2 separate regions of the Zea mays genome follow, and region 1 is linked to region 2. The links are chromatin contacts, called in public Hi-C maps. All regions are on one chromosome and are shown on one strand. Each heading gives the region's core, a stretch centred on a gene start, on an enhancer-like site or on the middle of the called end of the contact. The rest is flanking DNA. Distances are from core to core; before and after follow the strand shown. Region 1 has its middle 62 kb from the start of LOC103635516. Region 2 has its middle 13 kb from the start of LOC109941420.

What was found. Hi-C and Micro-C count contacts between places; a contact is called where the count stands out from the background.
Region 1: a contact with region 2 is called in a Hi-C map of leaf mesophyll, with 2.5 times the contacts expected there. The contact joins two enhancer-like sites. A contact is called at or near these places in 2 of 25 Hi-C or Micro-C datasets (endosperm and leaf mesophyll).

What each region holds. Positions count from the first base shown.
Region 1 is chr8:88,464,868-88,471,861 of Zm-B73-REFERENCE-NAM-5.0, reverse strand. No RefSeq gene overlaps it. Among protein-coding and RNA genes, the nearest start is that of LOC103635516, 62 kb to the right of the region's middle. Within about 2 kb of position 5,226, at least 16 of the 20 cell types and tissues checked have an H3K27ac peak or open chromatin away from gene starts, as enhancers often do. A contact at or near this core is called in leaf mesophyll, where this site is marked.
Region 2 is chr8:88,316,451-88,324,048 of Zm-B73-REFERENCE-NAM-5.0, reverse strand. No RefSeq gene overlaps it. Among protein-coding and RNA genes, the nearest start is that of LOC109941420, 13 kb to the right of the region's middle. Within about 2 kb of position 1,303, at least 19 of the 20 cell types and tissues checked have an H3K27ac peak or open chromatin away from gene starts, as enhancers often do. A contact at or near this core is called in leaf mesophyll, where this site is marked.

The sequences.
Region 1 (6,994 bases), core at 3,977-6,476, 140 kb before region 2:
TGAAGCTCCAGTTGCAAAGGCTAGTGATTCTGACAACGAGATGGATGTCACCAGAATTTTCCTCTGAGCTGTCCTCCAGAATCACTCCATTCTCCACAGGAAAGTGATGGAGATCCACAGGGACTTCCTCCACTACCACTGGGTAGACAAGAACATGCTGTGGCAGAGGGATATAGTTGGTGTTCACACGGGTGGTCTGGATAGTACGCACCATCTACAAGAGAAAATGTCACCATAGTTGAGTTTTAAAGAGGCAAGATTAATAAAATAATCTGTAAGAGCAAAATAAGCATATTTTGAATAGACTGGGCTTTCCATTTCTAACTAGTCTAACGACCTAGAGTCAGCATAGTTCTGATACCACTTCTGTCACAGCCGATTTTGGGGGCAAAACCGAATGCATAGCATATGTCTGCCAGGATCCATTTTCCACACAAATGTTGACGACACAAGTGTAATATATCAAAAGACAATGCAATAAAGGCATAAAGGGAGTAGAGTAACTTTATTACATCATCCAAACATAAATGTCTTAAATAGTATCATCATCAAAGTATAGCGGATAAAACATGGGCGATCTTCCACAGGAAGATGACTGGCACATCGTTAGACTTAGTACTCGTCAACATCATCGGCAAATTCTTCTTCATCACCCTCTGATCAAAATATTAGCAAGGGGTGAGCTCACTTATGGTCGGCGCTTAGCAAGGGAGAGGAGTAATGCAATTTTAAAAAGGTAGGCTATTGATAAGCGGTAAGCATTTTAGTTGGTCAATATTTTAGTACATGATTATTTCTCAAAAACACTTAAGTGAAACCACTTAAGAGAACCATTTATAAATCATTGGATCATGATTTATTTTCCATCTTTAAGTTCAATTATCATGTAAGGGTTCAAGTTGCTCTTAGCCGTGAGCATGGCTGACATATCAGTTTTACACTCTGCAGAGGTGGTACAACTTTACCCACAAGCCATGTATCCCATCTAGCCTGGGTTGTACGGACCCATAAACACTGCCGAGGTGAATGGCTAGGGATCCATTATGAGGCTTCACAAAATATCCTTAGTTCAAAGCCACCCGCTAAGATTTCCACGTCAGTGTTGATGGCCATCTAGGCGAGGTAACTTAGCCAAGACTACCACCCCATGTTAACATGAGCTGCCACCAAACCACTGCCGCCCCCTCTTGCCCATCTTTTAGATAGGGTTGCTAAGCACTAAGTCTATAGGGCTAATTACCAAAGCCAGAACCATTATAGCACTCGTGGTTGCACTGTTATCCTTGGTGGTCACTCCATGTTCCATTTAATATGAAATGATCTTGTTTAACCATCGGGTTAACATCATAATAAAAATTTCATTTCCGGAACCATAGTATCATTAAAGAGTGACATCATAATTATCAAGTTGAGCCATAGCACAAATTGCTAAGTGTAGTATTTATCCCAGGGTAATCAAGGAATAGGGTTGGTATTTCTAGAAAAATCCTATTTAGACAAATCCCATCAAATTATGCAAATATCCGAAAGGTAAACATTATTTTATGCATTACTTGGGTACAAATAGAAATGCAGATGGAGAATCCACTTGCCTTGCTCGAACGTGTCCTGTGGGTCATCTTCGAACATATTTGGTTCGTCTACCACACAGTCAGCTTCTAATATCGATTCACATATAGTACATACAAAAGAAAACATACACCATTACATGGGTAACATTCACCATTATATGAACAATCATATACCACACAAACTATACTTATAGATAGTGCCTAAATCATAATTATTTTAGTAATCCACTAAAATCTCCAATTTGAATTATCACTGGTGAAAGTTATAAGGACATGCGACTACAAAAGTAGTTTACCTAACATAGCTTAGATGAAATGACTTGACCAATTCTACAGAAATAAATTACCAATTAATTTTTTTCTTTATGACTAATAATATTCTTTTAGTTTTATCCTTTCTTTTCTGAATGGAAAATATATGTATCGTTACAATGTTATTTATAAATCACATAACATTAATATTCTAAGAACTAATGTAAACTACTAATTTTGGACTTTAGTAACATAATCATGGCTATTTCGACATAAATAGATATTCTACTAACTCTTAGTGAATAAGCGATATGCGTATGAACATATGTATCATGACTAGCAAAAATCTAAATTTTAACCTGACCAAGAAGATGTGACCTAGTACCTCTTTCAATAATTTCTTATATCAGTAAAACTACACTTAAACAACTACTAACATAATATTAATTTATGCACCAAAATGAGAAATTAATCGCAAACGTTTCTAGTACTAAATCACAAAGTTAATGAGTCGTGACATTATTTATTTTCGAAATATAAAAATAATGTCCATATCCAAAATATTGTTGCAGGGGCTGATTCACAATTAAACGTATACATCAGTGAGTAGCAAGAATTAAACGGGGATATCTTTTTAATGGTTTCTGAACTGAACAAAATTTACACAAATCCAGGGACTAAAACGCAAAATAGTCATCTTCTACCTCAGGCTAGCCTTCGCGCGCAGGGGGGCTCGGCGAGTGGGAGCGGGACGGCTCTGGTGACGTCGAGCGGGCGCGGACGGTCCGGGCGGCTGGGGGACGCGACGAGGAAGGGCTCGACACGACGGATGGCGAGGCGCGCAGGGGCTCCGGTGAATGGCGAATGGCGGTGTACGGCGCGGTCGCGGTGAGGGGGAGGTGAGGATTTGGATGAGGGGAGGGGGAGAGGGCTCGACCTAGTCTTTTAGAGAGAGAGGGTGCTAGGGAGAAGGGACGGCCGACGGATATCAAAGCCATTGATGGCGGCTTCATCAATGGGAGCGAGAATGGGGGGAGAGGAAGGGGGAGAGACTCGGTCGTTTCCGGCTCGGAGGAGATGAGGGGACACGGGCCAGGGTCGGGCGCATGGCCAGAGTCTGCTCGTCCGGGCTGGGGCAGGGCATGGCGGCGGCGCGAGTCGCGCGCAAGCGCAACACGAGGAGGAAGAAGGGTCGGGGTGGGCCCCGCGTGTAAGTGAGAGAAAGGGTGAGGGGTCGGTTCAACCGGTTGGCTAGGTTTTTTTATTTTATCCCTATTTTCCAAAAATATAAATAAATATGTTTTTAAATGTTTTTGAAAATTCATAATAATTATACCCAAAAATATTACCATTAAAGAATTTATTTTTGGACCAAAGTTCTCATATTAACTAATTGTGATTTCAATATAAAAGAAATTCTACAAAGACAACCATCAATCAAATATGAGCAAACAAAAATATTCTAAAAGTAAATAAGATCAAACACTTGAAAGAAAAATTATTTACTATATTTACCACCAATAATCTAAATGCATTGATTTAGTTGATGGTTTTGAGGTGTTACAATATGTGTGTCAGGATCTATTTTCACACATATGTTGACGTCACAAGTGTAATATGTCAAAAAACAATGCATAAAGCGTAAATAAAGATTATTTTAACATATTATACTTCGAATCGACATAACGTCTTAACCTTTATTACTCATCATAGTACATCAGAACATGGGCATCCTTGCACTGGAAGATGACCGGGGGTATCACTAGACTAGCATCCATCAAGTTCACCATCATAATCTTTATCTGCAAACTTCTAATCAAAACTAAGCAAGGGGTGAGCTCACTTATGGTGGAGGCTCAACAAGTTGGGTGAAAAATGAAAGGATAACAAGATAAGTCTAAAATTTAATGTGGTCAACATTTTAGTATCCACACTTGATTACTAAGTATAAGTATATAACAAACTCATATTAAGCATAATCAATAATCATCAGCATATATATCATCAACATAAAGTATAGAACCACTTAAACCAAAATAGAACACGACATGGGGCTCAATCACTTGAGTGAACCAATTAAGCATACCACTTAAACAAAACTGATCACGATTTATTTCCGTCTTCCAGTTCAATTATCACGTGAGGGTCCATACTACTCTTATCCGTGAGTACGACTGATATATCACTGACTTCAGTTTAAGAACCCTTCAATTTAGGAAGGATGGATTATAGTCTTAAACTATTTTCACTGACTTCAGTTTAGGAAGCGCTTCACAGCTACAAACAGCCGTTGGAACATAGAGAGCTGCAACAAACCGCCAATATAAAAGACCATATTTTTACTGACTTCAGTTTAAGAACCACCAATAAAAACCTCTCCCATTCTTATCTAGTTTGTTTTGTACAAAATCTCCTGAACAATCCGCACAACCTGAAAGCACAACCAATGGCCTATAATCTTACAGTTCTACACACACACAAAAAGGGGAAACAACCGACAGAAAAATAGCAAAATTCTTAAATTATACCATCGATGATTCTATGATTACTTAACAAATAAAAAAGCAACCATTCCATGCCATCACTGTCAGCGAAAAGCAGACAGCAGAATAGCCGATGCAGTTGCACTAAAGTAAAGAAAGAAAAATCCTCCCCGTTCAACCCTATCAATGGAACTTGCGTGTGATCAGATGGCACCGCAGGCCTAGAAGGCAGCTTGCACCAGGCCCGCTCGCATGAACAGTAGTGCCCGCGCCGGCACTTCTATGTGCTGCTGGCAACGTAGCGCACACCAAGGGCGAGCCACGCCCGTGCAGGGCTGCCCCGCTGTAACACCCGGAATTCTATCTTAGATTTTTAAAACAAAAAAATGATCTTCCAAAAGTTTTTGAATAGAAATTTTATTATCTTTGAAATTATTCTCCTAAAATAAATTAATAGTGATATTATATTCTAATTATTCAAAGCTAGAATTGAATCTTGAAACTATAATTGGAATATGGAATCTAAGAAAAGAAATGACAAGAAGATATTTTTTGTTAAAGTGAGTAAATTAGTCCTTTCATGGATTGGGCATGCTAAAATATTAGTGAATAAATAAATATTATTGATGATAAATAAATAAATATACTTTGCATCATACTTGGATTTTGACTGTGCATAGTTGAAATTGAAAATCTCAACTCTGAATTCAAATTTAAAATCTGCAAATTAAAATGGAGAAACAAAAATTTGGAAATGAAAGAAAAGAAAACGTGAGCAAACCTGTATTTGGGTCGTTTACATCGCGCCGACCCATTTTAAACCACATCCCTCGGCCTAGCAATCCCACACTGGTTCTCCTGCGGGTCACTGCCGGTGGGGCCCATGGGACAGCCTCACCACGCTCTCGCGGCGCGCGTTGCAGGTACTTGCCCCGCGCCAAATGATGGGCCCCGGCTCACAGTCTCACAAAGCACGCGCGGGTTGTTGCGTGCTGGTTTGTGGGCCCCGCTTGACATAACTCCTTCCTTCTAGCTATGTCTCTTGCACGTGGGGTCGGGTGGCCATGTTCATCTTCCCCGCGGATGGTGCGGCAATCTCAACAGACTCAACAGGAATCCCCAGCCATCTCGGTGGAATCACGGCTAGGAGCCTATATATTGTGAGTCATTGTCCTTCCCACAAACCCAGCCGAGACCGCCCCACCTCATATCACACCGCCGCCCGTGTCATGCTAGAAGGGTGGACCACCATCGTGAAGCCGATGCGGGTGGAGCTCTGCTTCGCCGTCGAGGATACCTCAGGATCAGCTCTGGGCCGTGCATAGATCGTCCAAGGAGTTTCTCAAAGGCTTTGCAGGCGGAGATTGTCGTCCAAGCCCGATCAATTGCTCAATGGAGCATTGGCTTCTCCGTGGAGCCCCCTCCATGGGCCATTGTCGTTGCTTCACCTGTGTCGGTGAGTCCTTCTTCCATGAGTTCGTCGTTGACTACTCAGCGCATTGCCATGCTAAAATGGGGAGTGGGTGCACCAGGGCTCGAAATTGGCGTGCGTCAGCGGGAGCACCGACGTGGTGCTCGCTTCCACCGCCGCGGTGGTGTCATAGGTAAGAGAGGGGATGTCGACCGTTGATCCGGTGTTAGACGAACGTGATTAGCCGATAGCGTACCCCTTCGATCAATAGGATTTCGGTCGTCTGATTCAGATCCTGGGTAGGAGAATCAATGTCGTTGTTTTAAATCGTATCTATTCATCACGGTTCGTGTGGCCCGTGTCGCGTACCGGTTCATTAAGAGGCTCCATTTAATCTGGGCGGTTGGACTTGAATCGGGCGGATTTGGGTGCCCGATACCCGTTCGCCCAGGGTATTTTGCATAAGAGACCCCGGATTCCTACACAATCAACCTGCCGTCCAGCCCTTTTGCGAGAGTGTTACAAAGAAGTCCTAGAATTTACAAAATAAACCCTAAACTCTTCTGAAATAGTGGCCGCAGTCCAAGGATAGAATAAAATGAGTAAAATTAATAAAGAAAAGCATTTCTAGTATAAAAATAATTCTAGAACCTTGTTTAATTCATAAGTAATTTAGTTTAACTCCTTTTAATCCATTCCAGTTGCAATCGACTCATACTGATATTGTTTATTAGTTAGTAACATATTTTTTATGTCACATGTAGTAAAATCATACACTCATCTTGTTTTATGACCAACACCTAAATATTTAGAAAGCCATAACTCTTAAATCGTAACTCCGAATTTAGTGGTTCTCGAACCTGCGATCTCGTTACGACGCGTAGATAATTATTATGCAATATGTTCTCATGATTGGTGTGATGTTAATTTTGCCTGTACTATGTTTGTTTGTATTGCTACGAGTAGCAGCGAGGTTACGAGTCACTTGAAGACCAAGTTGGCGAAGTACCTGGGAATCTCGAGTCTAAGGCAAGTTGTGCCCTTGATCACTTTTAATGTTCCTGTTAAACACTGTGACATGCTCAGGTTAATTTGACGAGACCTAATAGGTTTCCCTAGTATTGTTTATCCCACACCTTGCAAACAAATGAACTATTGGGTAGTATTGCTATTGCTCTACCTAGTTTTGGGATTAATGTTACATTTGAATTATGATCATGTTCCAATTATGTTGTTGTTTTAATTATTGTTCATGACAAGATCATTTTGTTAATTGG
Region 2 (7,598 bases), core at 54-2,553:
CTCCCGGGCACTCGGTACCTCGAAGCTCTTCTTGCCTCCATCCTTGGCTTGATCGGTTGTCTCTGAGTTATGCACATCGAGCCTCACTTAAGCAATGTCCATCTTACTTGTGATGTCCATTATCTATAGATAATCTAGTCTTTGGACCATCACACTTGTTCACTTGTGTTGAACTCTGTTAGCTTTGCATTAAGCACCTATTCAACACTTAGCATACTTGTTAGTACTTTAATTGAGTTGTCATCTAAACAGCAAAACCCACAAGAGAGCTTTAAATCTCCCCCTTTTTGGTGATTGATGGCAACCCAATTAAAGCTTACACAAGAATAAGATTTAAAGCTCAAATTTTGAATTCTAAGTTTATAGAATGCTCCCCCTAAATATGTGCTTACATTAAAATCTCAACTTTGGCCTTATATGCCAAATTGCACATACTTAGGCTAATTCGAAGCATAACTACACCTTAGCACGTGTGGGTTGCATTGTCTCAAGAATTAAACTGTGATGCATATAACACACACATGCACAGAATCAGAATTAAACACTAGTTAATTGGATATACCACATGAATATCAACCTACCACTATTCACAATTAAGATACCAATTGTAACACCCAAAATCCTATTTTGGGAGTCATTGATGAATCTCAAAATAATAATCTATTTTTTTACTTGGAATATTCCTCCCGTAATCTATACAGTTAGAAATACCATTCCAAATACCCAAGTCACTTTATTAGAAAATATATTACCCCCCTCTTAACAGAAATCAAGAAGTAATCAACAAATAACCATTTGAAGTTTTTTTTATTATGACCACACACTCAAAAATGATATTTCCTAAAATCAATAATATGAATTACTATCTACTATTTGATTTGGGACGTTTAACTAAAGGAGTATAATAATAAAAAAATGGTAAATAAATAACCAAATACATTTTATTGCATGTGTTTGGACATAAATCTGGTTTGAAAGTTGAACTCAATTTTGAATTTGAATATAAAAAAAAGAGAAACAACTAAAATAAAATAGAACAGGAAAAAGAAAATGAGAAAAGCTTATCCGGGCTGCAACTCTTATTCCTGGTCCATTTTCAGATTCTATCCCGCACAGCCCACGAAACCCTAGCATGTTGGCCCACTTATGTGAGCACCCAACCGGCCAGCGTGCCGACAAGTATGGCCCGCAGGTCAGCCATTCGCGAGGTCCGCGCATCAGCCCGCTCGGCCAAACACTCCCTTACACTCGCTTGGTCACCGCCACATGGGCCCATGCTGCTGCACCTCTTCTCAAACAAACGCATGCTCGCCAGCCACTGATGGGTGGGACCAGTGCGTTAGCTCTTTCCTCTCCACGGTAACCAAACGAAGCCAGGGCTGCAGCCAAAACGGAATCCACGGAATCGGTAGAAAATCGAGCAGAATCCGGAACCGGCCTGGGGGGAATCGGCTGGGGATTTGTTGCTATTTTCGCGGAGTTGTTAGGATTGCGTCCCCAGCTCCTCCCCTGTATTTATGTGTGCAGATCGATCCTTTCCCCTGCTGGATTATTCTCTGTTGAGTACCATGGCCGCCGTGAGGATGAAGCTAGGTGACGGCAACAGCGGGGACTAGCATGCGGCATCGTAGAGTCTTCGCAGTTGGGTCGCGGGGACTCGATTGTTTGCGCCGCGCATGCTTGTCATCTCGCCATGCCCAGATGCCGTGAATCGCGGCCGTAATTCCTCGCCAGGGCAGAGAAATTGCTGTTGACCGCGCCGCGACAAGGGCAGCAGCACCGCCGCCACCGTCCGCCAGGGCCGCAACCTGGTTTGCTCGCCGATGTGGTTGTTCGGGGCAAGCACGGAGATCTCGAGAGCCATGGAATCTGCTGGGCGGAAGGAAGACCAACGCCCTCGTCCTCCGCGCACGTCATCGAGGTGCGTGGTCCAGTGGAACAGGTCTGTCGCACCCTTAACTCGCCGGCGTGGCCATGGACGCCAACGTCGTGGAGCGCTGCCTCGAGGCCGGTGGCCGCGACTACCTCTGCCCCTCCTGCGCGTTCTTGCTCCGTGGCCACGACCACTCCCTGCTCCTGCGAGAGGAATTCAGCCGGATTCAGCCGTCGGGGTGGGACTCGAATCCGGCTCACCTGCAGAACCTCCCTTTCGAGACGACGGTTGGGATTCGGATCCGCCCCGCACCACCGAGCGCCAGCGACGTCGGCGTTCGTGTGTCTGCAGGCGCCGCCGTGTCTGGTAGTAGGAAGGATGGAGACAGGCGCGAGCCATCCGATCCAATCTGGACGGTTGTGATTTGGTCGGCTCGTATCGCCTCGGGGTAGTGATCTAGGCCGTTCATACTGAGTCCAACGGAGCAGATTAGATCTCAGTGGTGTTAAGTCCAGTGCGTGGATCTGTGATCCAACGGTGGCGATCGCATACCGGTTCGGATAGTAAAGCTTCTAATCCAGGCCGTATATTGGAAATCGAGCGACCCAGGTAATCTCATACCCCTTCATCGTGGCAAAGTTCATAAAGAGCCCCTCCACTTTTCAAGAATCAACCCGCCGTCCCCCGCGGAATACTTCTGAGTCTAAGGAATTTTTATGAAATAGCCCCTGTGTTTCTCTGTTATTCGCGCCCAGTTCAGAGTGTTGGAAAAATTAGAAAAATAAATATAGAATGGGTTTTTAATGTAGAAATAAATGTTAGAATTGGTTAAATTCATAGAAAATTCATATAAAGTCCAAATGAATCCATTCTAATTCCTATAATTTTGTAATATTATTGTTTATCATTTAGTACCACTGTTTTGACATGTTTGTCACAAAAAAAGTTATATCCTATTTAATCTTGTATAAAACACATAAAACCTTCAGAAATTCATAACTTAAAATCTATAACTTCAAAATTAATAATCCATGTTCCCATGATCTTATTTCAATATGTAGATTATTAATATGTATTTTGCATATATGTTTGGTGTAATGTTAATTTTGCCTATACCATGTTTGTTTGTATTGCTACGACTAGCGTGAGGTCACGAGTCATCTGAAGATCATCCTGGTACCTGGAATCTCAAGTCCCAGACAAGTTGTGCCCTTGATCACTTCTTTTTACCCACTCATGTTCTAATTAATCATAATGATCTGCATAGGTTAATTTTGATGGGACCCAATAGGTTACCCTAGTTTGATTATCTTTATACCTTGTTTATCACTGAACTTTTTGGGTAGTACTTGCTAGTGCTTTATGTGGTTTTGGGTATGAAGATACATTACTCATGATTATACTTTTGTTATCCGTTGTTATTTATCGTTCATGATAAGATCATTATGTTAATTGGAACATGGAGCGACCACCCGGGAAAACAGTGCTACCACAAGGGTTTAATGGGACGCCCTTGGCCGATTAATTAGGAAAGCTAGTGGAAGACTACCTTACCCGAAAGGGGCAAGGGCAGTAGGGGAGTGGTCAGTGTAGGGAGGCCCTCGGGAGGATTTTGCTGCGATGGCGGTCCTGCAAGGGATTCCTGCATTGGAGCTTCCTATAAACTGTAGCGGGTTTTCTGAAGCTAGTGGAACTTTGTAAAGGCCTCGTAGTGTTACCCTGCCTCGCCTCCTCGGTAGAGGTGTATGGAAAGTCGCGATCCCTTGGCAGATGGGTAACATGACTTGTGGGTAAAGATGCGCAACCTCTGCAGAGTGTAAAACTGGTATACTAGCCGTGCTCACGGTCATGAGCAGCTCGGACCCTCACATGATTAATCTATGGAACTTAAATTCAATTTGTCATATGCATTGCATCGCAGGTGATGTTGTTACCTCTGTTCTACTATTTAATTGGGTTGGTATTTACTTATACTTAGTAATGGCTAATAAAATTTTGACCAACTTTAAAAGCAATGCTCAGCTTCAGCCATCCTCTTTGGTAAGCCTTACACTTCACATGAGCTCCCACCTTTGGCGAGTTCATGCACATTATTCCCCACAACTTGTTGAGCGATGAACGTATGTGAGCTCACTCTTGCTGTCTCACACCCCCCCACAGGTCAAGAACAGGTACCGCAGGATGAGGCGCTTGGAGGTTGCTGCGATGTGTTCATGAGAGGTCTAGGCCGTCGTCTCCCAGTCAACTTTGGGTTGCTGGACCGTTGTCTCCTTATAATGTAAATATTTATTTTGTATAGAACTCCTGTTATATATAAAGATGTGACATTCGATCCTGTGCCACTATACATCATATGTGTGAGACTTGGTCCCAGCATATCTGGTGTTTATGTTCGCGCCCGGGTCTTGGTGCCCCTAAAACCCGGGTGTGACACCAATTAAAGCACCAGAACCATATGAATATCTATTACATGACAAACACAATAGATTCTAATTGATTCATATCATTGGAAGCACTAATTATGTACTATTACCATATAATACAACAAGAAGCTATGATAAGTATTATCAACAAAACTAACACATTCTTCCTTAAGATCAAGGGAACTCAAGGAAACTCCTTTGAGTCCTTTAGCACACAGTGAAAATTAATCTTTAATCTTCACCCTCTTCACACTTAGGATAAGCCTCTTCACACTTAGGATAAGCTTTCCTCTCAGGTCGAGGTAAGCTTTAATGCACGAATTCTCCCCCTTTGACATCAAACACCAAAACCCAAGCAAGAACATAGGATGATGTCAAGGGACAACAGGGTATTAAGCAGGTAAAGTGCAACACAATAACATTACTCCCCCTTACATATTAAACATATGCAACACAAAAGGTACAAATACGTAGAAAGGTCAATACCTCCTTTTTTTACCTTTACCATGTTATGGTGTACTTTCCATCTAAGTAGGCGGAGTTGCTTTTGTCATCAATTTAAGATTTCCATCTTGAAAGTTTTATCTCTAGGGAGCTCCTTCACACTTGTGTCTGATCCTTTATCCTGACCTTTTCTTGTTGGTAAGACACCAAACATAGAACAAGTTATAGTATTGTGGCACAAGATGAAGCTTCTATTCTAGTGATTACCAAAAGATACTAATTGAAGCACACTACCAAGGCTACTAATTGAAAGATCATCACTGTCATAGCTCCATGATATTTAAAGATAAGCATCTAGGATCACCAACTATTATAGAGCATGAGCAATCTTTAAATACACAATTACTCACAACTTTAGATACCAATTACTCGACTTGTGGAGGTACCCAAGTCCTGATTGCTTCATTTCTTGCTCATTTTCCCTTTTCCACCTTGAGACTATATAGGATCACTCAATAACTAGTTAGTCCCAAAAGACACAAGTTGTGTGTGCTCCCCCTAAAGTTGTGCATCAAGTATTTGAGTGACTTGCACCTTGCACATTCTAGCGTCCTCAGAACTAGAGGGGATCACACCATACCTTAGTCTAGGCAATATATCAATTGCATCACAAAAGATACCAATTGAATAGATGACATAATACAACTTATGACTAGTGGAAACAATGCATGCCTCAAGATATATAACATTTTAAAAGCAACCTAGGCATGCTTCACACATGATAATCATTGTAACACATATACCAGTTGAAAAAACGACAAGATCATGCATATAAAGCACAAAGTCTAAGCACACCTTGATTAAGAAGTATTTTCTTAGGTACACCAAAGGAAACAACATTTTAAAGCATAAAGCACCTAAGTCAAGATACTACCAATTTAAGGTCAAGAACATAACTATGATCACAATCAACAAAACTTCAAGATATTCAATGAAATTGCATAGTTCCATTCTCCATACCTTTTCCTTTTACCTGAATGCCATAAGATTCATTCTTTTAGGTAGTGTGGAGTGAGAGCACATGTTGTCACCAATTTAGGGCTCCTTTTGCTCATGCATCTCATTGCTTGAGAGAGTGTATTAGAAACACAACATGGATTTCTTGTTTTGGTATACACATAGTACAAAGTAATCATGTGAACATGGACTAAACAAAACTATCATGCTTGCACATAGGTTAATCATTAAAAACCACATAGCATGACTTACAAAAAGATACATGTTTATCCACATACACCAAGAGAGTTAATCATGGTGGACATATCAAATGAAAAGATACCCATTGAATGATTCAAGATATATAACCTATAAAGCACACAGTCACGATTGAGCAAGCATGATTATGATCTTTGGAAATCATGGATCATTAATTGAAAGATATTCAACACAAGCAATCTCAAAAGCATAACTACTCGAAGGATAGGTATAGCACGACAATCCAACTTAAAAGCAATGTTGATTAGAAATAATGCACGTAAGATACACGGGTACCATCCTTTGGAGAGCAAGTTGCAGATTCTCATCAAAGTCCTTTGCTTGATTCACCAATTATGATTAAGGACCTCTACAACTTATTTAACTCGAGATGAACATGGGATTAGTATTGCACAATAATTCAACATTGGGTCAATAACTAGACAATAAAAATTTATAGCTTAAGCATAGAGTTTGAATTAACCATCTTAAGCTCTCCCAAGATCTCCAGTCCATCTCGAGGCACCTGCATGGTCTAGTTGGCACAGTTTGGTACCCATCTCGGAATGGGTCCATAACGTTTATCTAAAAGAGCCTTTGGTACCCAAATAGCAGTTGTGCTAGTTCCAGGTGATTTCATTCCTGATCTAGCACAAGTGTATGATTTGGGTCTCCTAAGCAAATAAAATTGAGATAAATTTACTTGCTTAGGAGCCTTACCCTTCTTACATACCTTAGGTAGATGACCATGCTCACCACACATGTAGCTGAAACGTCGCTCAACCTGACATGACGCTTGTTGTTTGTCTTTTCTCTTAGTGAGGGTCATCCTGGGGGATGTACGTGTTTGATTTATCATGAGCGGACATGAAGTGATCATATGGTCCTTGTCATTGCATCCAAAACATCTCCTTATCCCTTCACCCTTGTCTTTGTATGGACAAGACGCGATGAGGTGGCCTGACTCATTGCACTTGAAGCACCTCCTTTTTCCTCTTCTCTTTTTGCTCTTGGATAACATAGAGAGATGTTCAGTGCAAACAACATGACTAATTGAATCTTTACCTTTTTCTTTGTTCATGTTGATTGCTTCACTTATTGCCTTAGGAGCTTCTTGTGGAGTTTGACCCTTGCTGCGGTTCCTCCTTCCTCAAGCTTATTCACCACATGTTTGTAAATATCTTGAGGAAGTCGAGCATGGCGTCCTCTCCTCAATTGTCTTTGTTTCTTGTTCCCAAGCAATTTTCTTTTTGTCCCTATAGCTTGTTTCTCAATCAAAGATTAGCCTTTCTTGGGGCAGTGGAGGTCAGCACATGATAATACTTTAACTAATTGATCACTTGTGCAAGAATGAGGTTCACATGAGTTTAAACTAGTAATTACTACCTCATGAGCAATATCGAGCATGATATGGTCATCAACTAATTTACTATGAGAGTACGACAACGTATCATACTTTTCACCTAGAGCAAGCTTTTCTAAATTCATCATTTCTACTTGACTCCTAAGCATAGAATTCTTAGTTTTAAGTTGAGCAACATCAGATAATACATCATGATTATTTCTTTGCTCAAATAAAACAGATTCATACCGTTGAACCAAAT